Regions from separate parts of the Sus scrofa genome. Here regions 1, 3 and 4 are each linked to region 2. Evidence: chromatin contacts called from public Hi-C, HiChIP or PLAC-seq and promoter capture Hi-C data. All regions are on one chromosome and are shown on one strand. The core of a region is the stretch at or near the end of the contact, and the rest is flanking DNA. Distances in the headings are between cores, read along the strand shown.

What was found. Promoter capture Hi-C pulls out the DNA fragments that hold promoters and counts their contacts. Hi-C and Micro-C count contacts between places; a contact is called where the count stands out from the background. HiChIP or PLAC-seq counts read pairs in DNA pulled down with a chosen protein or histone mark.
Region 1: a contact with region 2 is called in a Hi-C map of skeletal muscle, with 13 times the contacts expected there. The contact joins the promoter of GALE here to the enhancer-like site in region 2. A contact is called at or near these places in 9 of 47 Hi-C or Micro-C datasets (embryonic fibroblasts, epiblast stem cells, fetal skeletal muscle and 5 more) and 1 of 2 datasets of contacts at active chromatin or transcription factors (alveolar macrophages).
Region 3: a contact with region 2 is called in an H3K27ac HiChIP or PLAC-seq map of alveolar macrophages. The contact joins the promoter of FUCA1 here to the enhancer-like site in region 2. A contact is called at or near these places in 11 of 47 Hi-C or Micro-C datasets (embryonic fibroblasts, fetal heart ventricle, heart right ventricle and 6 more) and 2 of 2 datasets of contacts at active chromatin or transcription factors (alveolar macrophages and skeletal muscle).
Region 4: a promoter capture Hi-C map of liver shows a contact between it and region 2, with 6 times the contacts expected there. The contact joins the promoter of HMGCL here to the enhancer-like site in region 2. A contact is called at or near these places in 3 of 5 promoter capture datasets (fetal liver, fetal skeletal muscle and liver), 13 of 47 Hi-C or Micro-C datasets (alveolar macrophages, embryonic fibroblasts, epiblast stem cells and 8 more) and 2 of 2 datasets of contacts at active chromatin or transcription factors (alveolar macrophages and skeletal muscle).

The regions. Positions count from the first base shown.
Region 1 is chr6:81,605,604-81,612,183 of Sscrofa11.1, reverse strand. It overlaps GALE (UDP-glucose 4-epimerase), which reads left to right and starts at 1,649. Exons shown (of 11, transcript XM_003356202.4): 1 at 1,649-1,757; 2 at 3,345-3,548; 3 at 3,683-3,798; 4 at 3,879-3,992; 5 at 4,247-4,423; 6 at 4,688-4,801; 7 at 4,895-4,961; 8 at 5,055-5,140; 9 at 5,256-5,333; 10 at 5,550-5,664; 11 at 5,835-6,216. The coding sequence starts at 3,428. The coding sequence ends at 5,893. HMGCL (hydroxymethylglutaryl-CoA lyase, mitochondrial) reads left to right here. Exons shown (of 9, transcript XM_005656051.3): 9 at 1-668. The coding sequence ends at 101. It overlaps LYPLA2 (acyl-protein thioesterase 2), which reads right to left. Exons shown (of 10, transcript XM_003356203.4): 10 at 6,270-6,580.
Region 2 is chr6:81,811,858-81,818,574 of Sscrofa11.1, reverse strand. It overlaps MYOM3 (myomesin-3), which reads left to right. Exons shown (of 38, transcript XM_021095533.1): 26 at 388-524; 27 at 2,494-2,638; 28 at 2,827-2,886; 29 at 3,283-3,350; 30 at 4,339-4,449; 31 at 6,368-6,455. Among named protein-coding and RNA genes, the nearest start is that of MYOM3, 44 kb to the left of the region's middle. Within about 2 kb of position 3,249, at least 35 of the 83 cell types and tissues checked have an H3K27ac peak or open chromatin away from gene starts, as enhancers often do. A contact at or near this core is called in alveolar macrophages, fetal liver, fetal skeletal muscle and 4 more, where this site is marked.
Region 3 is chr6:81,653,346-81,660,389 of Sscrofa11.1, reverse strand. FUCA1 (fucosidase, alpha-L- 1, tissue) reads left to right here and starts at 4,397. Exons shown (of 8, transcript NM_001315628.1): 1 at 4,397-4,795. The coding sequence starts at 4,404. CNR2 (cannabinoid receptor 2) reads left to right here. Exons shown (of 2, transcript XM_021095532.1): 2 at 1-1,228. The coding sequence ends at 94.
Region 4 is chr6:81,627,684-81,634,571 of Sscrofa11.1, reverse strand. It overlaps HMGCL (hydroxymethylglutaryl-CoA lyase, mitochondrial), which reads left to right and starts at 4,118. Exons shown (of 9, transcript XM_005656051.3): 1 at 4,118-4,246. The coding sequence starts at 4,163.

The DNA.
Region 1 (6,580 bases), core at 400-2,899, 200 kb after region 2:
GTGTGAACCTCCAGAAGCTCTTGGAAGCTGGGGCCTTTATCTGTCAAGCCCTGAACAAAAAAACCAGCTCCAGAGTGGCTCAGGCTTCCTGTAAACTGTGAGCCCCTTGCCCCCTGAAGCCTTGGGGATTGCATGGGAATAGGGACACATGTGGATGATTCACGGATGAGCACATGGAAATGGGAATGAAATGAACAGGTGCAGGCACCTCACCGCCAGCTCTGCCCAGTGGTCTCTCCTGGGGAAAGGAGGCAGATGGGCGCTGCCTGGCCTCAGGCCCTCCCTGTCCAACCTGAGTGTGAATGAGAGGCTTGGGCAGCTGGAGGTCTCCCTCCCACACGGACCCAAAGGTCCAGGAGCTGAATACCTGTGGGCATTTGGGAACCCAATTCTTGGGCTTGGGTTGATCCTTAAGTCTCATCTCTGGGTGAAACCTGCCAGTTAGCCACTCTCCTCAGCACAATGCTGCCATATCCTTGGGGCCATCGCTCTCTGTATAGGGCAAAGGGGCATGGAGGAGTTTTTTCCTCAGCTGGCAGAGGGCATTTGGTGAAGGTGTGAGGGAGCAGTGGTAGCCACCTGCCAACTCCAGCAACTCTGGAAAATCTCCACTTTGAACATGATTTTTGAAAACAGCTTATGTAATTAAAGGTTTAATGCCATAACCATGCCAGTGTCCTGTGCAGACGTGTGTGTGTGTGTATGAGAGGGGGAATAAAGCATCCTTCCAGCACTGCACGCTGAGAGGGAAACACAGACTATTTATCTCGGAGTTTTCTCCCTCATTCTCCTCCTGAAAATTTGGGAATTCATAGTGACTGGAAATCAGTGGCTTAAGACTTACTCAACTCTGGTCGGAGCACCCGGGAGAGGCTGTTTTTGGGTTTTTTAGCCTGTGACCAGGCTGGTGCACAAGGTGCCCTGCCGCCTGTTCAGGCTGTAGGACGCACATTCTTTTGCTCGGGTTTCATCCCCCGTTATGTCATGCCTCTATACACAGCATCCCGTAGCCCTCCCTTCAAGCAGAACACTGTTTTAGAACCTACCAGGATAGGCAGGGTGCACACCATTCCCTAAGGCGGTGTGTGTGGAGGGGCATGGTTTACGTGAAGGCTGAGCGCAATCGGCGCTGTAATTCCTGTTTTAGTTTCAGAGCTGCCGCCAGCCCTTAGGCGGGTTTTCAAACTAAACTTTCCAGAACGACTGCCTCTCCTCCAGGCAGCCGTCTTATTTCATGCCAGGCTTACTGTGAAGAAAAGGTTTGTAAGATATAAAAAGGGTGGAAAACCTGCGGGCGAGCGTGGAGCAGCAGTCTTCGGCCCCAGCCTCGGCTGTGGCTCCTACCGCGGGGACAGGTGCCGGGCGCCCCCAACGAGCCCCATCTCCGGGGGCGCAGCGCCTGCTCTCAGGGGCTGGGACCAGCGCCGGTGTTTGGCGCGGAGGCCTGGGGCCTCGGCCAGGAAGCGGACCTCCGCGGCTCGGGCACTAGATCTTAAGTCCCAGCTGCGCCTTGCCTCTGCCCACCGCTCCGGCACGGCTCAGGGCCGCCCTCTGCGGGAGGCGCCGCGCAGGCGTCTGGAAGCGGCATTGCCGTAGGTCCTCGCGGCGCCCCGTACTGCAGTCTCCCGACAGACACGTTTCCTGGGGGCGGGGAGGGGGCGGGGCCAGGCGGGGCCTTCGACTCTTAAAGGGACCCTTGAGCCGGGCGCCGGAGGCGGCGCTGTTGGAGGCAGTGCGGGGCGCGTGGAGCCGAGCAGGTTCGGGAAGGGAATGGGGGACCCGGGCGCGTTTGCGAGGGGCCGGGTGGTCCGCGGGGAGCGAGCGAGAGAGAGAGACCGCGTTCTGGGTAGAGCCCCGCCAGGGCAGGCCCGCCTCTGCTGGTCCCAGTTCCTGCTGCCTTGGCTAGGGAGGCCTGGGTTCATTCATTCCCGGCCGGAGGGCACCTAGTTTGTCCCCTCTCGGAGCCACCACCAGAATCCCAGGCCAAGGCTCCTTGCACTCGAGCGCTCACGGCCCTGCGACCCCTCCCCTCCATTTTGCGGACTGGGAAAACTGAGGAGGCGACAGCTGACCGAGGTCACTCCGCTGGTCGGAGGGAAGCCAGCCTCGCCAGCCTTCCTGCCTCCGAGGGCCCCTCTGCCACCACTTTCCTGGGCCCCGCGTAGAGCTTGGAGCTCGGGGCGGGGGGGGTGTGTGGGCGCGGGCAGCTTCAGAGTTGGGAGCAGAGTCCAGCGGGAAACAGTGAGGGCGGGGGGCGAGGGGCGGGGCTTTGAGCCTGGCGTTCCAGATCCTGGCCGGGCCGGCGTTGGTAGCTGTGTGACTTAAGGCAAATTACTTCACCTCTCTGACTTTAGTATCCGTCTCTGTAAAGTGCCACTAATAACACTTGCCTCATCAGGATATTGGGAGAATTCAGGAAAATAATGCAAAAGTGCCCAGTACAGAGCCTGGCACTCAGCGGGCGTTCAGCAAAGTGGGTCGGAGCTGGGTGAACCCAGAAGAGGATTGAGGCAACTTGGAGGAAGGCGGCTGCGGGCCAGCCTGTCCCGGATGAAAGGCCTCAGTGTCTGGGCTTTCACCCCTCCTCCACCGTCTCTGCCCGCAGAGTTTGTTCAGGGCGGTGGTGCACACCTGGCAGTGGAATCTGGGGCGAACGCCACGTCTACACCATCCCGCTCAGTGCCGCCTAGAGTTGGACGGTATCCTTAGCCTCAAGCCGAGAGTGGCATGGGCAGAGGCTGAACCAGCCTGGCTGACCTGGGGTGGGGCCCACTCTAGGACTGCAGGGCTACAGCCCCCAGAGCTGGCCTCAAGGACTTCACCCTGAGGCCAACTGCTGTATTTCCTGCTTCCTCCCAGTTGACGGTGGGAGAGAGTCAGGAGCTACTTACAGCATGACGTTTTAGTCACTGAACCAAGGAGCCAGTTTATACCTAGGGATGGTAGAGGGACTGGAAAGGTCTGAGTCTGTACAGACAGATCCCCCTCCTGAGTTCTTGGAGTCCCAATGCTGCTGCCTTGTTTCCTTCTGTCCAGAACTGTCTGGTCTCCACACACCTTGGGGAAGGCAGTGTGGAGCCTCAGGTTCTATCTTCCCAGCCCTGGTCAAATTAAGATTAGGAATTAGGGCGCCTGTGCATCAACCTCCCCACCTGCACCATGTGGCAGGTTTTTAAAATCATCTAACTCTCACACTACCACGAGATATCTGTACATTTATAAACTCCATCTCATAGAAATGGAAACCATGGCCAAGAGAGAACTGGTCTCTAAGGCCTAAGGCCAGAAAGTGATGGTATCCAGACTTGGCCCAGGGCTGACTCTGGACCCACCCTATTACCTAGGACACACCACTGCCTCCCTCCAACCCCAGACTCTCACTGGAAGAAGACGCTGAGCGGGTAGTCTCTGTCCTGCACCAGGCACGATGGCAGAGAAAGTGCTGGTAACAGGTGGGGCTGGCTACATTGGCAGTCACACTGTGCTGGAGCTGCTGGAAGCAGGCTATTCGCCCGTGGTCATCGATAATTTCCATAACGCCATTCGTGGTGAGCAGCCTGGGAGGGAGGGGCGCTGGGGCTCCCAGAGAGGATGGAAGGAAAACCCCACGAGGTACCTTCACCTCCAAGGGCTAAATGTATGGCCAGCCTCTTGGCAACCCAGGACCCATGTGCCCAACCAGGAGGGAGCTCCATGCCGGAGAGCTTGCGGCGGGTTCAGGAGCTGACAGGCCGCTCTGTGGAGTTTGAGGAGATGGACATCTTAGATCAGGCAGCCCTACAGCGTCTCTTTAAGAAGGTAAGTGCTTGGCAGGCCGTGGGCGCTGCCCAGGGCCGGGCCTATAAGCAGCCCCTGACCTGAGCTTTGCAACCCTGCAGTACCACTTCGTGGCAGTCATCCACTTTGCCGGGCTCAAAGCTGTGGGCGAGTCGGTGCAGAAGCCTCTGGATTATTACAGGGTTAACCTGACAGGAACCATTCAGCTTCTGGAGGTGAGACGTGGGACAAGGACACAGACCCTGGGAGGGCCCCTAGCCAAGCAGACAGTGCCACAGTGGGTAAGGCCCCTGGGGGGTAGAGTCAGGCAGGGCCTAAGCTGTGTCATCTTGGACACGTTTTTACTTCTTGGCCTCAGTCTCCCCTTCTGGAAATGGGAGTGTCGGCACCTCAGCCTCACCCGTGAGGCATAAGGGGGGCAGGATAACATGTGAGGCAGAGGCCACTGACGCCTCTCCGCCTCGGGCAGATCATGAAGGCCCATGGGGTGAAGAACCTGGTGTTCAGCAGCTCGGCCACTGTGTACGGGAACCCCCAGTACCTGCCCCTGGACGAGGCCCACCCGACAGGTGGCTGTACCAACCCCTACGGCAAGTCCAAGTTCTTCATTGAGGAAATGATCCGGGACCTGTGCCAGGCCGACAAGGTGAGGCCCCCTCTGCTTCAGCCTTGACTCCACTCCTGGGCCCCTCACAGCCCCCATCAGCCCGAGGACAGGAAGCTGGGGCTCAGGAAGCAGCAGTGACTTGCACAAGGTCACAGTATTTGGGGCGGAAGGGCCCAATCCCCTGCTCCTTTCTAGGGACAGAGGACTGGCAGGGGCAGGGCGGGGGTGGGCGCAGATTCTGGGTTCAGCTCGGATGGGCAGCCTGCACCGCTCTCCCCCCATCATCTGACCTGCATCCCACAGGCCTGGAACGCAGTGCTGCTGCGATACTTCAACCCCATAGGCGCCCATGCCTCAGGCTGCATCGGTGAGGATCCCCAGGGCATCCCCAATAACCTCATGCCCTATGTCTCCCAGGTAAAGAAGGGAGAGGAAGGGCGGTGGCCCTAGGGCTGAGGGGCCCAGCTGGTGCCTAGGGCCTGGGAAGAGCTAACCTGACCTTCACCCCAGGTGGCGATCGGGCGACGAGAGGCACTGAATGTCTTTGGCAATGACTATGACACGGAGGATGGCACAGGTGAGCCCGGGACCAGGAGGAGCCAGGCGTGGGAGATGGAAGCGGGGCGGAGACTGTGCTGAACCTTTGCACCCAACCGCCTCCTCCTCACAGGCGTCCGGGATTATATCCATGTCGTGGATCTAGCCAAGGGCCACATCGCAGCCTTGCGGAAGCTGAAGGAGCAGTGTGGCTGCCGGGTAGGGAGAGAAGGGAGAAGCGAGGGAGGGCGGGAGATGGAATCCTCAACCAGTGGGTCCCAGAGAGGTAGGAGGTGCAGCCCCACCACAACCCCTGCTCTCCTCCCCTGGGCAGATCTACAACCTGGGCACGGGCACGGGCTATTCGGTGCTCCAGATGGTCCGGGCCATGGAGAAGGCCTCCGGGAAGAAGGTAGGCTGGCAGCCCACCCTGTCCCACCCCAGCCCCTCCCACTGACCTATCTAGTGGGCATCCCAGCACTGCCCTGCCTGCTCAAGCCTGCCTTCAGCCTTGGTGCCTGAGAGCGAGACCCTGCCCTGTGCCTCCGTCTTTTGAGAGCCTGGTCAGCACTCAGGGGGTGAGGCTAGGGCTGGCTCAGCTCAGCTACAAACACCGCTTTTCTTACAGATCCCATACAAGGTGGTGGCACGGCGGGAAGGAGATGTGGCTGCCTGTTATGCCAACCCCAGCCTGGCTCTCAAGGAGCTGGGCTGGACAGCAGCCTTAGGGCTGGACAGGATGTGTGAGTGCTAGCCCTGACCCCTGACCCTGGTGCTGGCCTGACCCCTGGGAGAGAGAAAGGGGTTAGGAAAGGGCTGCTGGGGCCCAGGCCTGCCTAACCCGGGCTGCCCGAGGTGGTGAGGGCCCTGCATTCCAGTCTGGGCCCTAAGCACAGACCTCGCCCCTTCCCAGGTGAAGATCTATGGCGCTGGCAGAAGCAGAATCCTTCAGGCTTTGGTGCACAGGCCTGAGATCCTCTGGGGCCAGAAAAGGAAGAGAAACAAATGCCTGCTCTCCAGCCTTCGGCACGAACCCTGGGGCCTCAGAGCCTCCCCTACCTCAGACCCCAGCTGGGCCCACTTGGCCCACCAGGCAAGAGGCCAAGGGCCCCACTGACCAGGTATCAGGGGTCTCTATTCCACAGGGTCCAGGAACCCATGAGGACAGGACCCCCAAGAGCGAGTGGGGGAAGCAGGACCCTGAGACACAGAACGCCTTCCTCCCAGGCGCTAACTCAGACCGCTCTGCAGGAGCTTTCCAAAGTATTTACAATAAAACCCCTGCTGACACTGGAGCAGATTCCTCCACCTGGTCACTCTCTGCCCCTGGGATAGAATCATCCAGGCCTGAGAGGTGAAGCCATTTCTTTAATTTTATATCGGAATCCAGGACACAACAAGAAAAACACCCAAAACTACATGGAGACAGAAGACAAGACACAAGTCCTCCCCACCTCTCCCCGGGCCCCAGCATGGGGGCGACGTGGGGTGGGACAGCTGCGGGCGACCTTGAGCCTCAGTCCAGCCCTGCAGGCTCCAGGCCTGGGGGGAGGGTAATGGGGAGGCAGGGCCCAGCCCCCAAGTCAATAAATGGCTGAGGGGAGGCCCCTCAAAGGCCTCCACCCCCTCAGCAACACCCCTGCGCAGGGGCAGGGAGCA
Region 2 (6,717 bases), core at 2,000-4,499:
TGGTTCAATCCCTGGCCTCACTCAGTGGATTTAAGATCTGGTGTTGCCACAAGCTGCAGCACAGGTCACAGAGGCAGCTCAGATCTGTGTTGCTGTGGCTGTGGTGTAGGCCGGCAGCTGCAGCTCCAATTCACCCCCTAGCCCGGGAACTTCCATATGCCGCAGGTGTGGCCCTAAAAAGAATTTAAAAAATGAAAGCCCTGGACGCGGATGCAATGTGAGGTGACTGAATGAGAGAAAACGCTCCCCAGCCCCTCACCTGGTCACGTCTCCATCAGACTCTGAAGCATTGTGTACATTTGTTCACGGTGTGCTCAAGAGGGGCTGTTGGGGGTGGGGGCAGGAGAAGGGTGCCCTGCCCACCCCTTCCTGTCCTCTGCCTCCCAGTGATCAAGCTGATCTCGGGCTGGAACGTTGACATCCTTGAGCGAGGAGAGGTGCGGCTTTGGCTGGAAGTAGAAAAGTTGTCTCCAGCCGCTGAGCTGCATCTAATCTTCAACGACAAGGAAATCTTCAGCTCACCGGTAATTAGGGGCTCAGAATTCCTAGGTGAGGTCCCCAGTGCAGAAGGTGGCCTCCCGGACACTGGTCTCCACTGGCCAGTGCCTCCCCCTAGTGGACATTTTAGAAATGGCCACCTGCTCAGGCTGTCATAGTCATGAGGTGGGAGTGGGGACACATGGATTTTAGGGGCGGGGGGCAGGTGGCAGGCAAGTTAGACACTTGTCAATGCAAGGGACACTCCCACAAAGAATTTCATGCCAGACGCTCTTAAGATGAAAACCCTACTTTCGTGGTTATAATCATGCACATTTGGACCCTAACCTTGAGATACAAACACAAAGAATTTTCACGGTTTTAGTATACACGGAATAGAGTCTTTATTCTATTAGCCAATTTATGTGTGTTCATTCATTCATTTTCCTGTTCTTCTTGTACAGAATAGCTTTGCTTTTCTTCTCTTTAATTCAAATCAATTCATTATAAATCAGTGCAGCACGAGTGAGATTGTGTCTGAGCAGCTGCATATTGAAAAAATTATTGTTATTTCCTCTTGCTATTATAGCTGTGGTATTATATTTCTTTTTAAAAAATCATGTGTGTAGCTCAGTTGTATTAGTTGAACCACGTTAGCTGCCCACACGCAACTGTTTTTACTTACAAACATGCTTATTTCAGTCTCATGAGAGATTCAATCATAGGATGATATTATTTGTGAATTTCACCTCCAGATGGCCAAGTGGTCAACATTAAATATGTGTTATAAAGAGGGGCTCTGGTTCTGACAGAGGAGAAAGAGCTCAGAGCCAGATGTCAGAAGACTCCTATTCATTCCCCGTGGGTTGTGTGCCCTTGGGCAGGTCTCTGCACCTCTCTGTGCATCAGTTTGTGCATCTGTACAATGGGGCTCGTTGCTCCAGGATCAGGAGGAGTAATTGAGAAACTAGATTGGAAAGTTCTGCATAAAGATTAAGCATGGGGAGGAGTTCCCTTCCTGGGGCAGTAGTTAACGAATCCGACTAGGAACCGTGAGGTTTCGGTTCAATTCCTGGCCTTGCTCAGTGGGTTAAGGATCCGGCATTGTCGTGAGCTGTAGGGTAGGTCACAGACCTGGCTCGGATCCCGCGTTGCTGTGGCTCTGGGGTAAGCCGGCTGCTGCAGCTCTGATTGGACCCCTAGCCTGGGAACCTCCACATGCAGTGGGTGCGGCCCTAGAAAAGACCAAAAAAAAAAAAAGATTAACAAGGGGAGTTCTCTGGTAGCCTGGAGGATTAAGGACCTGGTGTTGTCACTGCCGTGGCTTGGGTCACTGCTGTGGCACAGCTTGGATCCCTGGCCTGGAGCATCTCTGCATGCAGTAGGAGCAGAGGGAAAAACAAAGATTAATAAGCATGACCCTGGCTCTCGGTAGGAAGTATAGCAAAGCCTGGACTCAAAACGCAACGCTAAGGCTATCAGATGCCCCATAGGAAAATAAAATAAAACCAGATGGTTCCTTCAAATCATACATACAAATAAAGCCAGAGGGAGTAAGGTCTTCAATGTAGAAAAGAAAATGTTGCAAAAATGTTAGACTGTGACCGATGTAAATGAGTGTTAATTCTGGGTAGCACGTACACAGGCTTTTTCGCATTTTTCCTTTAAAGTTTTAGGGGGATTTTTTTTTTCTATCAAATTGCAAAAGAAATGGAAAACAACTTCCTGTTGGCAGCGGACCAATAGGAGGTTGGGGGCTGATGGTTAACGGCAATTAAATCAAGGACGCAGACTCTTTGCCTGCGGGGCCCCAGGGTGTTTGTTCTCAGGGGCCGGGTGTGGGGACAACCCAGTATATACAGGAGAAGGTTACTCAGGAGTCCCCCTCTCCAGTCTCTGAAGGCTTCTAATGCTGCATATATCACCCCCAAATCCCACTTCGGCCAGACTTGTGCCCCATAAATTCCCTGGGATTGGAAAAGGGCAGGAAAGACTCTCTGGGTTTGTTCTCCCCAGAACCGCAAAATCAATTTTGTCCGAGAGAAGGGCCTGGTGGAAGTTATCATCCAGAACTTGACTGAGGACGACAAAGGGTCTTACACGGCCCAGCTCCAAGATGGAAAAGCCAAGAACCAGATCACTCTGGCTCTGGTGGATGACGGTCAGCTCTGCCCTGCACCTACCCTCGCCTCCTAACCCCCACCCCCGGCCCCACCCCTGCTCCGGTGCACCCCACGCACCTGGCCTCAGCTCCCAGCCCTGAGGTCTCTGTCCACCCTGACGCCCCCACTCTAGACCCTCCAGACCCGCGTTCCTCTCAATCACGCCAGTTCCCCTCTCTCTTCACAGAGTTTGACAAACTTCTGAGGAAGGCGGATGCCAAGAGAAGAGACTGGAAGAGAAAACAGGGTAAGAACTGCCTCGGCCACCAGGCCAGCAGTCATTGCTGGGGAACCACTGGGCTAGTGGGTTAATAAACCCCTCCACCCTACTGCCCGCCCCTGCCCCCGCCCCCGCGAGGGAAGGTCACTACCATTGGATCCAGTGTTGTCCTCCTCGTGCCAGAACAAAAGAGCACTTGCTTAACCCCGAGAATGAGCGCCGCCTTAAATTTTGCACCCTAAGGGCCTCCCTTACTTCATTCACCCCAGTCCCCGCCCTGATGGGGACGGAAATCCCAAAATCCGAGCGGCCAGTGGTCACTAGATGCCCCTCTTCAGCTGCCTTCCCCTGTCTCGCCACCAGGTGGCGCCCAGGCTAAGCCTGGCGCTCTGACCGATGGTCGTGTGTGTTTGTCCCTCCCAGGTCCGTATTTCGAGGAGCCTCTGCAGTGGAAGGTCACGGAGGACTGCCAAGTGCTGCTGACCTGCAAGGCAAATCCCCGCCCCCGCCTCCAGCCCTGCCCCCAAACCAATGGGGCCAGACCTGTGGCTGTTCCCAAGCCCCTTGCCCATCTTGCCCCACTCCTGGAAACACCATGCCCTGCGCTAGTCTGTTCCCCAGCAGAGGAAGTAGCCCTAAGAATTTTGTATTTAACCAGGAAACAAAATCCCAAGGAGCCGAGTTAGAGTGAGTTAGTGGGCGGGTGTTAGGTCAGCCTTGAGCTAGATCTGCCAGCTGCTCTGGGAGGGGTTTGGGGGGGTCAGGGGTCTGAGGGTGGATTCTGAGTGTCAGTCTTGCCAGACCCTGTGCTCAGCGCTTCAGGGCATTCTTTTATCTCAACTGCCTCACAGTCATCTGTGAGAGAGGCGTTATGATTCCACTTTACCCATGAGAAAATAAGCAGAGGAATAGCTCAAGACCACACAGTAAGAGAGAGCCTTGAGCTGGGGGAGTCAGAGGGTGTCTGACTCCAAAACATTTGCTCCTTCTCAGCACCCTGCAGCCTTTTAGATACAGGGGGAGGGCACACCCCATGAAGCGTAGCCGTTCAACCAATGCAGAGCACCTACTCTGCGTTAGACATTCTGCAAGCACTGGGCGTACAAAGATGAAACAGTGGTCTCCTTAGGCCTCTAGGATCCCACGGTCCAAAGCAAGATCATGGGAGAACAGCATGCCTCCTGCTGTGATGGAGGGGTGCAAGAAATTGATTACTCATGATAAGGGGCACTCTAGGAAGGCTTCCTGGAGGAGATGAGATAGGCATTTACAGGAAAAATGGAATAGGAGAAGGATTGAGAAGCAGAGGAAACATCATTAGCGAAAGTCCAGTGTCTAGAAGCCATCAGAAGAGACAGAGAGAAGTGGGGTGGGGGGGAAATGTGGGGGGGTCACATTTACAACAAAAGTTCTGACAAACTAAGTCTTCACTTAAAAGCCAAAGCCTGAAGGGGTCTCTTGACTCGGCACCTTCCTTAGGTGACCAACACCAAGAAAGAAACCCGCTTCCAGTGGTTCTTCCAGAAGAGAGAGTTCCCAGCTGGCCAGTATGACCCGCAGACAGGAGCAGGGCTTGTCTGCATTGAAGAGGTAAGGGTAGCTCTGACTTCAGGGCTCCGCCTCCAGGCAGTGCCCGGAGCACAGGGCGGGGAGTCAGGAGAGGGCAAGGCAAGCAGGCACTCAACTCATGCACAGACTTTAGGGGGCGCTAAAATCTCAGTGATCAAGATAAATAATTCATTTCATGCAATCATTTTAAAAATCAAAAGGAATGCCAAACAAAGACTATAGAGAAAACAATGCCAAAAGTTTAAAGACAGGCTCAATAATACTGATTTTTCCTCTCATTTGGATTTCACTCCTGGCCCTGCCACTGACTGTGTAGCCTTGGGCTAGTCACTGTCCCTCTCTGACCTCAATTTTCATCTATAACTCGAGCAAGTCAAAAGGGACGCTCTCTCATATATTCCTTCCTGCCCCTGCAGCCTGAGATGTGGGATAGGAAGGCTGTCTCTATGAAACAGTCTGGGCTAGAGCAGAGCAGGCCTGGAGGTTCCCAGGTTAGGGGTTGAATCAGAGCTGCAGCTGCCGGCCTAAGCCACAGCCACAGCAACACCAGATCCAAGCCAAGTCTGCGACCTACACAGCTCACGGCAACACCGGATCCTTTAACCCACTGAGCAAGGCCAAGGATCAAACACATGTCCTCATGGGTGCTTAAACTGCTGAGCCACGATGGAAACTCCCTGGAGCTCACTTCTCCAACCCACGTCCACCTCATGGCCCTTGGAGGAGTGAGACCTGGTTAAGAGATAAATACAAGCCTTATTCTTAAGCATTCGGTGTTTTTCCGCCCTACCACTGATTTCTGTAGCCTCCCTATGTGCCAAGGACTGCGGTAAATGCAGGATTGCTGACGAGGAAGGAATCGTGGTTTCAGGGTCCCGTCCCAAATCCCAGCCAAGATGATGCCAATTTGGCCTTTGTCATCACCGTGCAAACTCCTGGCACAGGGCTTGGCCTCAAGTGGGTGCTTAATAGCTACGGAGTCTTGTCATAATTATCTGGCGTATTGGTGCACAACTTTCTGGCTTTTGAAGTGTCCTCTCCCTCGATCCCCACAACGACCGCAGATAGTGCCTAAGCCAGGGCCAAGGCTGTGCCCCCAGAGGCCCAGAGGGTTTAAATACCAAGATTCAAGGCTAGAGAATCGGTCCAGAAATCTCTCCAGTCGCCCTCCCCAGGGTTTGGCTGGAACTTTGGAGCCTTCACTGAGGGTGGGGGGAAGGGACATAGGACAGGACTCTTGGGGTTTTCAGCCTTCGATCCCCATATTAAGAGATGCCTCTGCCTTGGATCCTGCTCAAAGCACCCTATGTAGAGATGGTCAGGGTGGGAAGGGTGTTTTGAGGGGACAGGGAGGCAGAATATCACCCCCACCCCAGGCCCCAAAGGAGATGCTGTATCATGAGAGGGCACCGTTGACCTCTGACCTTGCTCTCGAAGCACAGCCCAGCTTTGCTGAGTGTGGATTGAGGCTTTACTTGGGGTTGACAAGCATGTGCTAAGAAGGATCCCCTTGTCCTGAGCAGAAAAAAGCACCTTCCTTCTGCGAGGGCAGAAAGGTCCTTCCATCTGGGGGCCACAGGGAGCAGAGCAGCTCAGGGGGAGGGTGTGCTCCGCTCAACGCAGCTCTGCAAGGGGGGCTCGCTCTGCTCTACTCAAAGCAGCTCCCTGAAAATCCACCTGCGGTTTCCAGCCGCAGACTCCCCTTCCTGCCCCCAGGCCCAGATAAGCCATGAGCTTGGGATCAAAGGCTCTGGAGGAGAAAGGAGCCTTACACATCACCCATTGCACGTGCGTAAACTGAGGCCCAGGGAAGAGAAGCCTCTTGCTTGAGGTCACACACAGAGTTGGGACAGGCCTGGAGCCCAGGCCTCCCGAACTGCTGCCCATCGCTCCTTCTGGAACCCAGGCCAGAAACACCTTCTCTCGTCCTTCTTTCCAGCTGTCCAAGGAGGACAAGGGCGTCTACAGAGCGGAGGTTTCTGACGATCGGGGGGAGGACGACACCATCCTGGACCTCACAGGTGAAGGTAGGAGCCATGAGGTTAGAGACGGGCTGAAAGGGCCTCACTGTGACCCATGGGGTAAACGTATGGGATCCATGTCCCCTGGGGCAGCTGAGGCTCAGGGGGGTTAAGTGACCTGCCCACGGCTACACAGCTGGCCAGTGGCCAGGGTCTGGCCAGTGTGATGCTGATGCCCATGTTTTCTGCACTATCCCACAACAAACCCAGGCTACTCAACCCAGAGCCTGAGTTCTCTGCTCTGCCCCACCGTGGGGCCCAGACCCCT
Region 3 (7,044 bases), core at 3,148-5,647, 160 kb after region 2:
AGAGTTCCCGAGGTCCTCAATCACTGAGACAGAGGCAGACGGGAAAATCACCCAGGGACCAGCTTCCAGAGAGCTATACTGCTCTGATTCCTGATGAGGCCTCTTTCACAGGTTTAAACAAGCCACATCAGAAATCATTCACTCCCTGGAGGAGAGAGAGTGGCCTTGACCCTCTCACCAGCTCTGAAGACCTGTACCTCCGCCCCCTTTCGCTGATGAGTGTCGGTACTGACCCCTAGAGGGTAGCCTGGCCTTACCTATCTGCACACGGTCTATTGGGTGGCCAGGCCCTGTGAGGGATAGCAAGGTGGGCAGAAGGCAAGAAGCCTGGGACAGGCTCAATGCAGGACAGGACAACCCTCCCAGAAGTCAGCTCGTGACTGCATTCTCGTGAGGCCAAAGGAGCCAGGTGGAGCCTTCAGGCTCAGCAGTGAGGGATTCAGAGGACATCCGAAAAGAAGACTGGACCATTCTCCTGGGATCTCAGAGTATCAGATGGGATGGCCGGCTGGCCCTCTCTGCTTAATTGTTGGGGCCACCTTGGTTCTGGATCTATGAAAGGCCCCACCTTCAGGTCACCCTTTCCCACACAGGACCAGGAACTCTGATGCAGTGAGGATCGAGGGTGTTGATCCACCTCTTGCAGAGGTGATGGACAAGCCCCTCGGTCAGGGCATCTTATTATTACAGCAATGGCCCTTTCTAACACCCTGATAATCCCCCCTCACAACCACTGTGTCCTCTTAGGTACCTGGGGAATACAGAGGAGGCTGGGATCACTTGAGACACAGAATCTTCAGAGAATTTGACTGACCTTGTAAAGTCCTGTTTAGTGGTGGCATTGGAAGCAGGCAGAGTCCCAGTCAAAACCAAATCCAAGAAAAAAGAAGACATTCACAAAGACTTTATAAATCCCCAGATTTTCCCCAGCCATGTCGCCTTTCCCCAGCCCCTTTGTCGCCTTCACCCTCTATACCCTGTAATGAATAATAAACAGAGCAAGTGGGAGGAGGGGGAAAATTCCTCCCTCCTTACTACGTGCCAGGGATAAGGCTGATGTCCCACAATCCATCATCTCCAGCAAGAATTCAGCCCCATACTTTTGATGATCTCAGAAGGGCTTAGAGCAGTAGGCAAAAGAAATTGTTAACGACGAAGAGGATTGCAGAGCAATTCTAATGCAATTATTTGGGACTATGGATGGAATAAAAAGAAAGATATGGATTAACTGTGTCTTCATTTAATACTTACAAGACAAGGTGTCCACCATTCATTCATCCCTCCATCTCACAAATACATGCCAGGCTCTGTGCTTGGTCCTGGATGTCCAGCCGTAAATGAGACTCTGCCCCTGTCTAATGGGGCTCACATTCTACATTCTCGTGGGAAGAGAGCCAATAAATAAAGAAGTTAATTACTGGCAGTACAATGAAGGAAATCATCAGGGTTGTAGGAAAGACATTAATCAAGGCAGCTTTAGGTGAGGTGGACCTACTATGTGCTCTGGTCTTAAGAGTCAACTCTTTTTTTTGAGATTTTACTATGTGTCAGGCACTGGATTAAGTGCTTTTAAATGAGGACTCTCGGAGTTCCCGTCATGGCGCAGTGGTTAACGAATCCGACTAGGAACCATGAGGTTGCGGGTTCGGTCCCTGCCACTTGCTCAGTGGGTTAACGATCCGGCGTTGCCATGAGCTGTGGTGTAGGTTGCAGACACGGCTTGGATCCCGTGTTGCTGTGGCTCTGGCATAGGCCAGTGGCTACAGCTCTAATTCGACCCCTAGCCTGGGAACCTCCATATGCCGAGGGAGCGGCCCAAGAAATAGCAAAAAGACAAAAAATAAAATAAAATAAAATAAAAAAATAAATGAGGACTCTCGGTCTTCACAATAACCTGAGGATGAAAGTTTGGTATCCTCGTTTTACAGATGAGGAAACCTCTAAAAGGCAAATTGCTTATAGTCACACTACTAATATGTACCCAGAGCTGGGGTTTTCAGCCCAGTTTTGTTTGACTTCAAAGCCTGCCCACTTTTTGGTTTTTTCTTTTTTGGCCACACCCGTGGCATATGGAAGTTCCTGGGCCAGGAATCAACTCTGAGCCAGAGCTGTGACCTACACCACAGTTACAACAATACTGGATCCTTAACCCATTGAGCTGGGCCAGGGATCAAACTGGCATCTCCACAGAGACAAGCCGGATCATTAACCCACCACACCACAGCAGGAACTTCCACGCCTGCCATCTTTACCACTAACCTCTTGGCCTATTTCAGTCAAAGCCTGCTTGATTAGGATAGCAATAAGAAGTCAGTCTATAAATAATAATGACTTTAAAAGTCTAATAGTGATAAATATATATAAAGTATAAGTAATAATAAGACTTACTAAGTCTAATAATAATACTAGACTTTTGTAACATCAGATTGCTGCAACTTTGGGAGTTTCCGTTGTGGCTCATCTGTAATAAACCCAACTAGTATCCATGAGGATGTAGAGTCGATCCCTGCCCTGCTCAGTGGGTTAAGGATCGGGCACTGCCCCATGGCCCAATCTGCAGTGTAGGTCGCAGGCTTGGATCCCAAATTACTATGGCTGTGGCATAGGCTGGCAGCTGCAGCTCCGATACAACCCCTAGTCTGGGAACTTCCACATGCGGCAGATTCGGCCCTAAAAAGGCAAAAAAAGGAGTTCCAGTCATGGCTCAGCAGAAACGAATCTGACTAGCATCCATGAGGTCACAGGTTTGATCCCTGGCCTCGCACCATGGGTTAAGGATGTGGCATTGCTGTAAGCTGTGGTGTAGGTTGCAAACACAGTTTGGATCTGGCATTGCTGTAGCACAGGCTGGCAGCTACAGCTCCAATTCTACTCCTAGCCTGGGAACCTCCGTATCCCTCAGGTGCAGCCCTAAAAAATAAAAGGAAATGGGCCCAGACAGTGGGCAAGATTTGCCCAAAGAGACCCAACAAGGTGATGTCTGGTGCAAGAAACCTAGGTTTCCCAACTTGCAGTTTTTCCACTATGTTGCAATGCCTCTCACCTTCCCCTGCAGATTTATGTTTTGGTTATGAGATGAAGGGGAAACGAAGGTCATGGTGTCCTTCATTTTATCTCCCTTAGAATGAGTTATAACATCAAAGACCATTACTCAACTTGATCACTAGAAGATGTGTACTAAGGGTTTTTCTCTCTCTCTCTCCTTTTTTTTTTTTTTTTAAGTGTCTGGGCTTGCTGTTTTGGATAATATTTCAACACAATCTTGCAGAGGAAGAAACAGAAGATAAAGAAAATGGCTGTTCGTTCAACAACAGCCATTGAGTTTCCTTATCACTGCTAGAATGAGGAAGTGCTTGCTCTGTCAACACAGTTTTGACACCTTCTCTTGCACCCCAGGAGAAGCAATGTTTGAGAGACAGATTCCGCACGTGGAGGCTCAGGTTCTCCTTCCACCTCTGACCCAAACTAACTGCGTGGTTTTGGAAAACCCTGATCCTCTCTCCGGGTCTGTCTCTTCCATAAAATGGGAAGAGTAAGGAAGGGGGATAGCGTCAAGGATTTCCAAAGTCCCTTCCAACTCTGACCTGCAGCAGATCTCCCACTGATGTGCAGGGACCAGCTGTGCCACATGGGGTCACTAGACTTTCCCACACCTTACGGCCTCACACGTAGAATGTACAAATTGTAGAGGAATTTGGTGATTTCCCTGCCAGACAAGGTTCACGCAGGTATTCCTTGGGCCTGAGACTCTCAATTTCCTCACCCTATTACTCTAAAAATTATTCCTTCTTGGTGGCCTGTCCATGACTCTCGTTTTTCCAACTAGCTGTTAAATTCTTTGAATTGCCTCAGAATTCTCAAAACAAGTTCAAAAAATATTAGGTAGGCAAAATGGTCACACCTGTTCTTCCTCTTTCAGAGCCCACTTTCCTCTCATCTCTTGCCTTTTAATGCTTCCTTCCATAATCCTTCTACTCCGGGGAAGTTACAATGCCCTTCCGCCTGCTATTCCTGGCCCCTGGCTGCTCTCCTACATCACAGCTCAAAAAGTCTCCTATAGCTTCCAACGGCAAAATGGACCACACACACCGGGAGCTCCACACCCCCACGAGTTCGCCCTGCAGTGAAGTCCCTTTCCAAGTTTTCAATCCACTGTCAGCAAATCCACTGTCAGCACAGCACTGCCTACGCCTCCTAGAGTCTTTCTCGCTGTGATCACAAGGGCAGTGGCAGGGACCGCCCACCCGGAGGCGAAGGAGACTCGGTAGCCAAGCAGCCCGAGTTGCCCCACCCCTTTTTCCTTCCGAGCCAATCATTAGTTAGGGTGGGCGGGGACCCGCGCCCCGCACCTGCGCTTTAAGAGGGGGCGGTGGGGCGTAAAGGCGGCGGTACCACGACCCCGGATGAAAATGCGGGCGGTGAGTGCCCAGGTGCTACTGCTACTGCTGCTTCTTGAATTGGTGAGGGCTCGCGACTGCACTGGGTCTTCGCGCTGCACCGGCTCTTCGCGTCGCTACACCCCGGACTGGCCGAGTCTGGACTCCCGGCCTCTGCCGGCCTGGTTCGATGAGGCCAAGTTTGGAGTCTTCATACACTGGGGCGTGTTCTCCGTGCCGGCCTGGGGCAGCGAGTGGTTCTGGTGGCACTGGGAGGCCGAGAAGCTGCCAGCCTACCAGAATTTCATGAAGGAGAACTACCCGCCCGACTTTTCCTACGCTGACTTCGGGCCACAGTTTACAGCGCACTTCTTCCATCCTGACAGCTGGGCCGATCTGTTCGAGGCCTCCGGGGCCAAGTGAGTGCAGCTTCAGGGACGGGCGGGACGCCGCTTCCCGGCGTCCGGGAAGAGAGCCGGGAGAGGGCGTAGATAGGTGAGAACCGTGGAGGGGAAGGCGAGACGATTAGGTAGGTGAGAACCGTGGAGGGGAAGGCGAGACGATTAGGTAGGTGAAAACCATGGAGGGGGAGGCAAGACGACTTGCTGACTTACCAGGTCACACAGCGGTCGGGGTCATACAGCTGTCCCTCTGACTTCAACACTCCCCCCCCCCCCGCCCCGGTTCTGTGTTTTGCCTCCTGAAGGATGCAGAATTGAATGTGGCACTCCTGACCCTAAGGAGAAGGTACGTCTGGTTGAGCTTTAGAAGGAAATAAAGGTTTCAGGGAGGTGGTGGGCTGGAAAGCCCTCAGCGTCTACACCTGTATATTGATTGAGAGGATTGAGCTAGGTGATACCTAATGTCCCTTCCAGGTCAACAAGACAATCAGGATTTTAAGCCAATCAGGAGTCTGATCCAAGTTCAACTGCAAACTTGAACAAGGCATTTTACCTCCCTAGAGCCCCCTTCCGTGGTTTTAGAAAGGAATTGTGTTCTTCCTTGCAGCTTTAGTATCGCCCAGAGGGAAGGGGAGGGAAGGGACTTCTGGTGTGCAGTGTGTTTGGGCATACAGATTCTCGTTCATCTGCTTTTCTCCATGCTTCTCCATGCTTCTTGAGCATAGAGAGTGCTCAAGAAATGTTTGGGTTGTTTTGAGAACTGTCACAACTTGCCTGTGAATGGTTCTGAGAACAGAAAGTGTAGAGCCCTGGGAAGGGGAAAAGAGGCAAGGCCTTATGAGGCCATGGAAGACTAGGGCCAGTCCTGGAGGAGTCATCCTTGAGGGTGGGATGTTGCAGTTTTTAGCGTCAAAGATGTTTGGCTTCTGGGAGGGAAGTGGGTTGCAGGAGGGTAAGAATGGAGGCAGGGAGGTCCCCTGGCTCCTGGCTTAGGGCAGTCTTCCACCCTTACCTTGTCTTCTCAGCTGTTTTCCGGGTTTTAGTTTTTCTTGGACTTTAAGTTCTCTTGTACTAAAGAGAAATTACAACTGACATTTAGTGTTTGCAATTAAATGCATGGGAGTATAAGGCTTGAATAAACAAAGGAGGAGTTCTCTGTTTTCCGGGAGCCTTATAAATCCATAATTTTCTTTCTTTTTCTTTTTTTTAGGGCCGTACCCATGGCATATGGAAGTTCCCAGGCTAAGGGTGGAATCAGAGCTGCAGCTGCTGGCCTAGGCCACAGCCACAGCAACACCAGATCTGAGCCACGTCTTTGACCTATACTGCAGTTTGAGGCTAATGCAGGATCCTTTAACCCACTGAGTAAGGCCAGGGATTGAACCTGCATCCTCATGGATACTGGTCAGGTTCTTAACCTGCTGAGCCACAACGGGAACTCCCTGAAATCCATAATTTTTAAATGAAGAAGTTAAAATCTGGGAGACATCCTTTGTCCAGGACAAGATGTCCCCTTACAGACAAGATGATCTGACCAGCCCAGACAGAGGAAGGGGACAGATGTCCTAGACTCCAAATTCCACGACTCTAAGGTAAAGGTTCTTTCCACCACACTAGGAGTCTGCGATCGTGGCCAGAGGGATTGTTTCTCTGCCTGTTTTTGTAAGTTTCTTGAGATGAGAAGAAAATAAGATTATGCCACAGAGAGGAACGTGGCCTACAGAGCCTGAAATACTGTCTAGCCCTTAAAAGTCTTGAGTTCCCCACATTGGCCAGTGATTAAATTTTCACTGTGGGCACTAGCTGTTTCTACCATAAAAGCAAATGAAATGTTGAGTGATTTGGTTATTTCTTTTTTTTCTTAATAATGATTTTTTTTTCCATTATAGTTGATTTTTTTTTTCTATTTCTTTTTTTTTTTATTTTTTTTATTTTCCCACTGTACAGCAAGGGGGTCAGGTTATCCTCACATGTATACATTACAATTACAGTTTTTCCCCCACCCTTTCTTCTGTTGCAACATGAGTATCTAGATATAGTTCTCAATGCTATTCAGCGGGATCTCCTTGTAAATCTATTCTAGGTTGTGTCTGATATGCCCAAGCTGCCGATCCCTCCCACTCCCTCCCCCTCCCATCCATTATAGTTGATTTATAGTGTTCTGTCAATTTTCTACTGCCAAGGTAATATTTGCTTTTGTTTTTTTGGTTTTATTTGTTTATTCTTTTTTTTTTTCCACTATAGCTGGTTTACAGTGTTGTGTCAAT
Region 4 (6,888 bases), core at 2,869-5,368, 180 kb after region 2:
TCCACCTGCTCCAGGGTGGCCATCTAGGTCTACAGCCCCAGAAAGTCCCCACGTGTACAGTGTCAGGGCCCGGATGAGGTCTTTTGAGCTGCACCACACATCCCCTGGTGGCCACTGTGGCAGGATTGCCTACCTTCAGAGGATTCCCCGCCCATTAACAGGCTATGGGAGTTATTCTTGTCAGTGTCTAAGATAAGCAGAGGGGATACATAATTTGTCAATTTAGGACTTGATGGCAGATGGGAAGAAGTGGCCTCCTAAGGTCCACAGCTAAAGAGTCCAGCCATGCCTTTGGCCACAATTTTGTTAAGCAGTGCAATCCACTCTTCACTCAAATTATCTGGTTCTGGCCCAGTAATTTCAACACTGAGACATTTGAATTGAGGGCAAACCCAAGGAGTTCAGTTTACTCCTCTCCACTGAGAAAAAAGCCACTTACGGAAGTTCCCAGGTCCAGGACTGAATCTGAGCTGCTGCTGTGACCCACACAACAGTTTCAGATCCTTCAAACCACTGCACTGGGCCAGGGATTAAACCCACACTGCTGCAGAAACAATGCTGTATCCTTATCCTTCTGTGCCACAGCGGGAACTCTGGGGGTTGTCTTTTTTAAAACCCTATTCATAGTGCCTTTTGATGTACAAAACTTTAAAATTTTCTTGAAGTCTTTTTTTTTTTTTTTTTTTTGTCTTTTTTGTCTTTTTAGGGCTGCACCCGTGGCATATGGAGGTTGCCAGGCTAGGAGTCATATCAGAGCTACAGCTGCTGGCCTACACCACCAGATTTGAGCCACATCTGTGACCTACACCACAGCTCACGGAAACACTGGATCCTTAACCCACTGAGCAAGGCCAGGGATCAAATCTGTGTCCTCGTGGATGCTAGTCATATTCATTTCCGCTGAGCCATGATGGGAACTCCTCATGAAGTCTTTTTGTCTATTTTTTTTGTTGTCTGTGCCTTTGCTGTCATAGCCAAGAAATTGCTGCCAAATCCATATCATGACGGTTTTGTCCTATGTTTTCTTCAAAGAGTTTTATTGTCTTAGGTCTTACATATAGGTCTTTGATCCATTCAGTTAACTTTTGTATGATGTCAGGTAGGGGTCTCACTTCATTCTCTGCATGTGGATATCCAGTTTTCTCAATATTGTTTATTAAAAAGACTATCCTTTCCCCATTGAGTGATCTTGGCACCCTTGTCAAAGATACTTTGACCATATATGTAAGAATTTATTTTTTATCTATCTTTTATTCCTTTGGTCTATTTTATGCAAGTACCATGTTGTTTTGATCACTGTAGTAACAGTTTTTTGTGTGTATGGAATATTTAGGATTTTCTACAGATAAGATTATATAAGTATTACACTTAACAGTAAATATTTACTTAGTGCCACCACTAAGTAAATATTTACTCATTGTGAACACCACAGGAAACAACACCATTAAGTAATATTTACTTATTGTGAACACCACAGGAAACAACACCACTAAGTAATATTTACTTATTGTGAACACCACAGGAAACAACCAGTTAAAGTCTATGATCTATTTTGAGTTAATTTTTGTATGTGGCATCCGATAAGAGTCCAGCCTCTTTCTTTTGCATGTGGATTTCCAATTCTCCCAGCACCATTTGTTAAAAGTCTGTTCTTTCCCCGTTTGAATGACACTCTTGTTGAAAATTTTTCTTTCTTTTTTTTTTTTGTCTTTTTGCCATTTCTTGGGCTGCTCCCGCGGCATATGGAGGTTCCCAGGCTAGGGGTCGAATCAGAGCTGTAGCCACCAGCCTACGCCAGAGCCACAGCAACGCGGGATCCGAGCCGCGTCTGCAACCTACACCACAGCTCATGGCAACGCCAGATCATTAACCCACTGAGCAAGGGCAGGGACCGAACCCGCAACCTCATGGTTCCTAGTCGGATTCGTTAACCACTGCGCCACGACGGGAACTCCAAAAATTTTTCAAACATACATGCAACAGCCTATTTCTGGGTTTTCTATTCCCTTGCATTGGTCTGTATGTCCTCCTTTATGCCACACTGTTTTAATTAATATAGTAAGTTTTGAAATTAGGAAGTGTGAGTCCTCCAACTCCTTTCTCTTTTTAAAGATCTCATTGACTATTCAAGGTCCCTTGAAATTCTGTATGAATTTTAGTATGCTTTTTTTTTTTCCTATTTCTGCAAAAAACCGTCACTGGCATTTAAATAGGGATTGCAGTGAATCTGTAGGTCATTTTTGGGTAATATTGACATCTTCATATTCTATCTTCCAATTCATGAACATGGATGTCTTTTCATTTATTTATGTCTTCTTTAATTTCAGCAATGGTTTGTAGTTTTCAGTGTATAAATCTTGAAAGTCATGTTTATTTTAAACAGCATGGTAGTACTTTGGGGTCAAGTTCAGTCTTCTGGCTGCAGGCTTGAGGATTCTGTCCAGTAGTGCTCTAACTTATGATGGAGGATATTTTTTGTGCTTTGGAAGCATAACAAAAGACTTAATCATGTCTCATCTTCTCCCTAGCTAAAATCTGAGCCCCTTGAAAGCAGGGACAGTGCCTTTTCTGCTCCTCCCAAGAATGCCAGTCAGTTCACTCACCAGTTGGATATCCATACACCCAGGAGCCACAGTGACTATTTACAAAATGCAAATTTGATCATATCTTCCTGCATAGAATCCTTCAAATGCATTGCTGTAAGGATAGCTGTTATTAACATGTTCTCCAAAGCCCCCTGGTATAGTCCCTGCCAATCTCTCTCATCTTAGTAGGAAGTCCCGTTTTAACTCCCTCCTGCTCTCCAGTCCTTCTAGCCTTCTTTTCATCTTTCTGAAGCAATATTTTCAGAAATTTCTAATTGCAGCCTACAGTAATAAATTTTACAGTGCAACCTAGTTTGTTGTGTAATAACAGAAGTTTTGTAAAGCAGTACTTAGATTTCTATTTATACAATGCACTGCGATATTTTCTATCCTACTTATTTTGTCTTATTTATTTTTATGGCCACACCTGTGGCATATAGAAGTTCCCCAACTAGGGGTCAAATCAGAGCTGCAGCTGCCAGCCTAAGCCACAACCACAGCAAGATCTGAGCTACATTTGCAACCTACGCTGCAGCTTGCAGCAACACCAGATCCTTAAACTACTGAGCAAGACCAAGAGATCAAACCCACGTCATCATGTATATTAGTCGAGTTCTTAACCCAGTGAGCCACAACAGTAACTCCTATGCTATTTCTTTTAAAAAGTACCCACTAAAGAAGTTCTCTGTCGTGGTGCAGCGGAAATGAATCCGATCAGGAACCATGAGGTTGCAGGTTCGATCCCTGGCCTCACTCGGTGGGTTAAGAATCTGGCACTGCTGTAGGTCACAGACGAGGCTCGGATCTGGCGTTGCTGTAGCTCTGGCGTGGGCCGGCGGCAACAGCTTTCCGATTAGACCTCTAGCCTGGGATCCTCCATAGGCTGCGGGTGCAGTCCTAAAAAGACCAAAAAAAAAAAAAAAAAGTACCTACTAAAGTACTATTTATTTAATAAGCCACTAGAGAAAAAACAAGCAACAAAATCCAATGTGGATTCCTGATTTTTTTAAAGCTTTTAATAAAAAAGGATTTTTTAAAAAGTACCCACTAAATTGATTTTATGACCAATGGGGTACAACACTGGTCACAGGCATTCAATTTTGAAAAACGCTGCTCTAAACATTCAATTTCTTTGCCTAGGGGCCTTTGCATAATGCTATGCTCTGTCCGGAAAATTCTTCTTGTATCCTCTTTACCTGGGTAAATCTTACTTATTCTTCGAGGTGTGAAATCAAAGGACGCTTCTCTTTCTTGAGTCAACTGCCTGCATTTGAGTCCCAAAGATCATGATTAATGAATTATTATATGCAAACAACTCAGAACAGTGCATGGCAAATAGTAACGCTTCATCTTATAATTGCGTGATTGTTAACATCTGTCTCCCCATACCCCCTAGACTACAAACCCCTGAAGTCAGAGACTTTGGTTAACTTTTGTTCATCTTTATAGTCTTAGCGCCTCACTTCGCCTGGCACACAAAGAGCGTCAGAAAAGACGAAAAACTTAGACAGGCTGGGGGCGGAGCCAGCGTAGTGCGTCACCACGTCGTCCCAGAGGCCCCGCCTGGGGGCGGGGCCATGCCCAGCTGGCGAAGGGGGACGCGCGGACCTCTGCTGGGCAGCCGCGGGGGAAGCTGGGGCAAGATGGCGACAGTAAGAAAGGTGCCGCTACGGAGACTGGTGGGCTTGGCATCCCTTCGGGCTGTAAGTGCCCCGACCCGCCCGGGGGCGGTCCTGAAGGCACCTTGACGGTGAAGGTCGGGGGCTTGACCCGTAGCGGCTGGTCTGTGAAAGGCGAAGGCCGACAGCTCTTTCACAGAGGGCCTCGGCGTCTTGAACCCTGTCTGTCCCGCCCAAAGCTCTTGAGGGGCATAGGGAAACTGAGGCCCAGAGATGGGGAGCGACTTGTCCAGGTTGTCAGGACCTGAGACGCCATCCCAGACGTCCTAATTCCCTGGCTTAGGTTCTTCCTGGTGTCTCTGGCATCTTTCTCTGTCCGATTGAACTTTAACTTCAGACTAAAGTGACACAGTGAAAATCGTGAATACTCTGTCCGTTGCCAGTGGAAAAAGCAAGGTTATCCCCCTCTGTCCGTCTCCATTTCCAGCTCTTGTTGCGTTTGGGGACGCTTGGCGAGCTGTTCCAGGGTGCAGAGCAGGATTTGGATCATGTGGGGCTAAGTGTGATTACCTTGGAATTGTGTCCTGATGTTTTCCCTCTTCTTTCCCATGCTCAGTGAGTGGACCTAATCGTTTAAAGGGTTGAATACACTGTGTTGGTTAAAGCTCAAAAATTGTGGTGAGCCAGTGGTTATGACGCCACTTTTTTAGGTTGAGTGACAGGTCTCTAAACCCCTTTTCTTGAACTATAGCATGAAAAAATGTTACCTCAGTGTGGGTTTGGAGATTAAAGAAGATGTAGGTAAAGCATTTGACATTGTTCTAGGCCCGTGAGTGATCGATGAATTTTGTTGCCTTAGAGTTTAGAAGGAATTAAAACTGTATAGTGTTGGGAGTTCCCGTCATGGCGCAGTGGTTAACGAATCCGACTAGGAACCATGAGGTTGCGGGTTCGGTCCCTGCCCTTGCTCAGTGGGTTAACGATCCGGCGTTGCCGTGAGCTGTGGTGTAGGTTGCAGACGCGGCTCGGATCCCGCGTTGCTGTGGCTCTGGCGTAGGCCGGTGGCTACAGCTCCGATTCGACGATTCGACTCCTAGCCTGGGAACCTCCATATGCCGCAGCAGCGGCCCAAAGAAATAGCAAAAAGACCAAAAAAAAAAAAAAAAAAAATTAAAAAAAAACAAAAAAACTGTATAGTGGTAAAAATTTCACTGTCTTGGCAATGGGCCCCTCTCAGAAAACCACTTCAGTGTCTCCTAGGCCACCCTCCCCCATCAACTACTCATGTGCCAGAAAAGCTAGTAATTCCAACTTGCCAAGTTAAGAAAATTAAATGAGATGGTGGATGTAAATGTGCTTTGAAAAAATTCCTGGTGTAGTGAGATGGTGGTAGGTAGTAGGTTCAAGGTTACTAGCATAGACTTGGTGTCAGAAGCAGACAGTTAAGTCCAAACTTCCTCACTTCCTACTGGGTGAACTGGGGTATTTCTGAGGCTGTTTCTTCCTCTTTGTAGTTGGGATAGTGATAGTCCTTGTCATGTAGGGACTAAATGAGGTGCTGATGTCTGGAAGTTAGCACTGGGCTTTAGTCATTATCGGCTGTTTGATATAGACACCATAGCTCAGAAGTTGTGGCCTGGGATTTGTGTGGTTAGAGGGCATTATTACTATGGAGAACTTTATAGAAGGAATGAAATAGGTGCTTAACCAGGACAAAAGAAGACTGGGGAACCGAGGGTGGCAGAGGTAATGTGGCCTAGGGATTGAGAGCAAGCACTCTAGATCCACACTGCTGGGTTCAGATAGTGGCTCAGTGACTACCATGTGACCTTGGGAAAATTACCTAATCTCCTTGGGCTTCAGATTTCTCACAGTAAAATGGAGATTATAGTAGTTCCTACCTAATAAGGTTGTTGAGAGGATGAATGGGTTAATATGTAAAAGGTTCCTATAAGTGCCTGGCAAATAGTAAATGCTTCGTAAATGTGAGTTGCTTTGTTGTTAGTATGTGAAGAGTTGTTATGGCAAGGAAGTGGAATTGAGTTTTTATTGTGTTCTCATAAAAGGAACTTGGAAACAGATTTTACGCTTTTTCAGCAACATTCAGCAGTGATTTAATGTGCCCCTATTATGTCCTGGGGTCTTGGCAATGTAGCAGTGAATAAAACAAAGTCCCTGCTCATGGAGCTTGCATTCCAGTGGGATCCTTTTAGAGTAATGTACCAGCAGATCCTGAACCTCCCTATTGGAGGGAGATTCAGCTTGCAGGGACCTTCCATCTAGCTTGTTGACTTCATGGAATTCAGTGGCTCATCATTAGTCTCTAGGAAGCTTTGCTGGCTAAAACCAAGGCCAGTTCAGGTGAGTTGTTTAAGTTCTAGCTGATTAATAGCCAGGAATATTTCCTTCCTTAAGGATTTTAGGAATTTGGAATCCTTAGCAGATTCTCAATATACCTCTCTCCTTGCCCCATTGTACTATGTTTATCCAGATTAAATCTGGTAAAATGAAGTTAACTTGAAGAGTATCAAGTTATATATATATAACATATATATATATATATAATTTTTGTTTTTGCTTTTTGCCTTTTCTAGGGCTGCTCCCATGGCACATGGAGGTTCCTAGGCTAGGGGTCTAATCGGAGCTACAGCTGTTGGCCTGTGCCACAGCCACAGCAACACCGG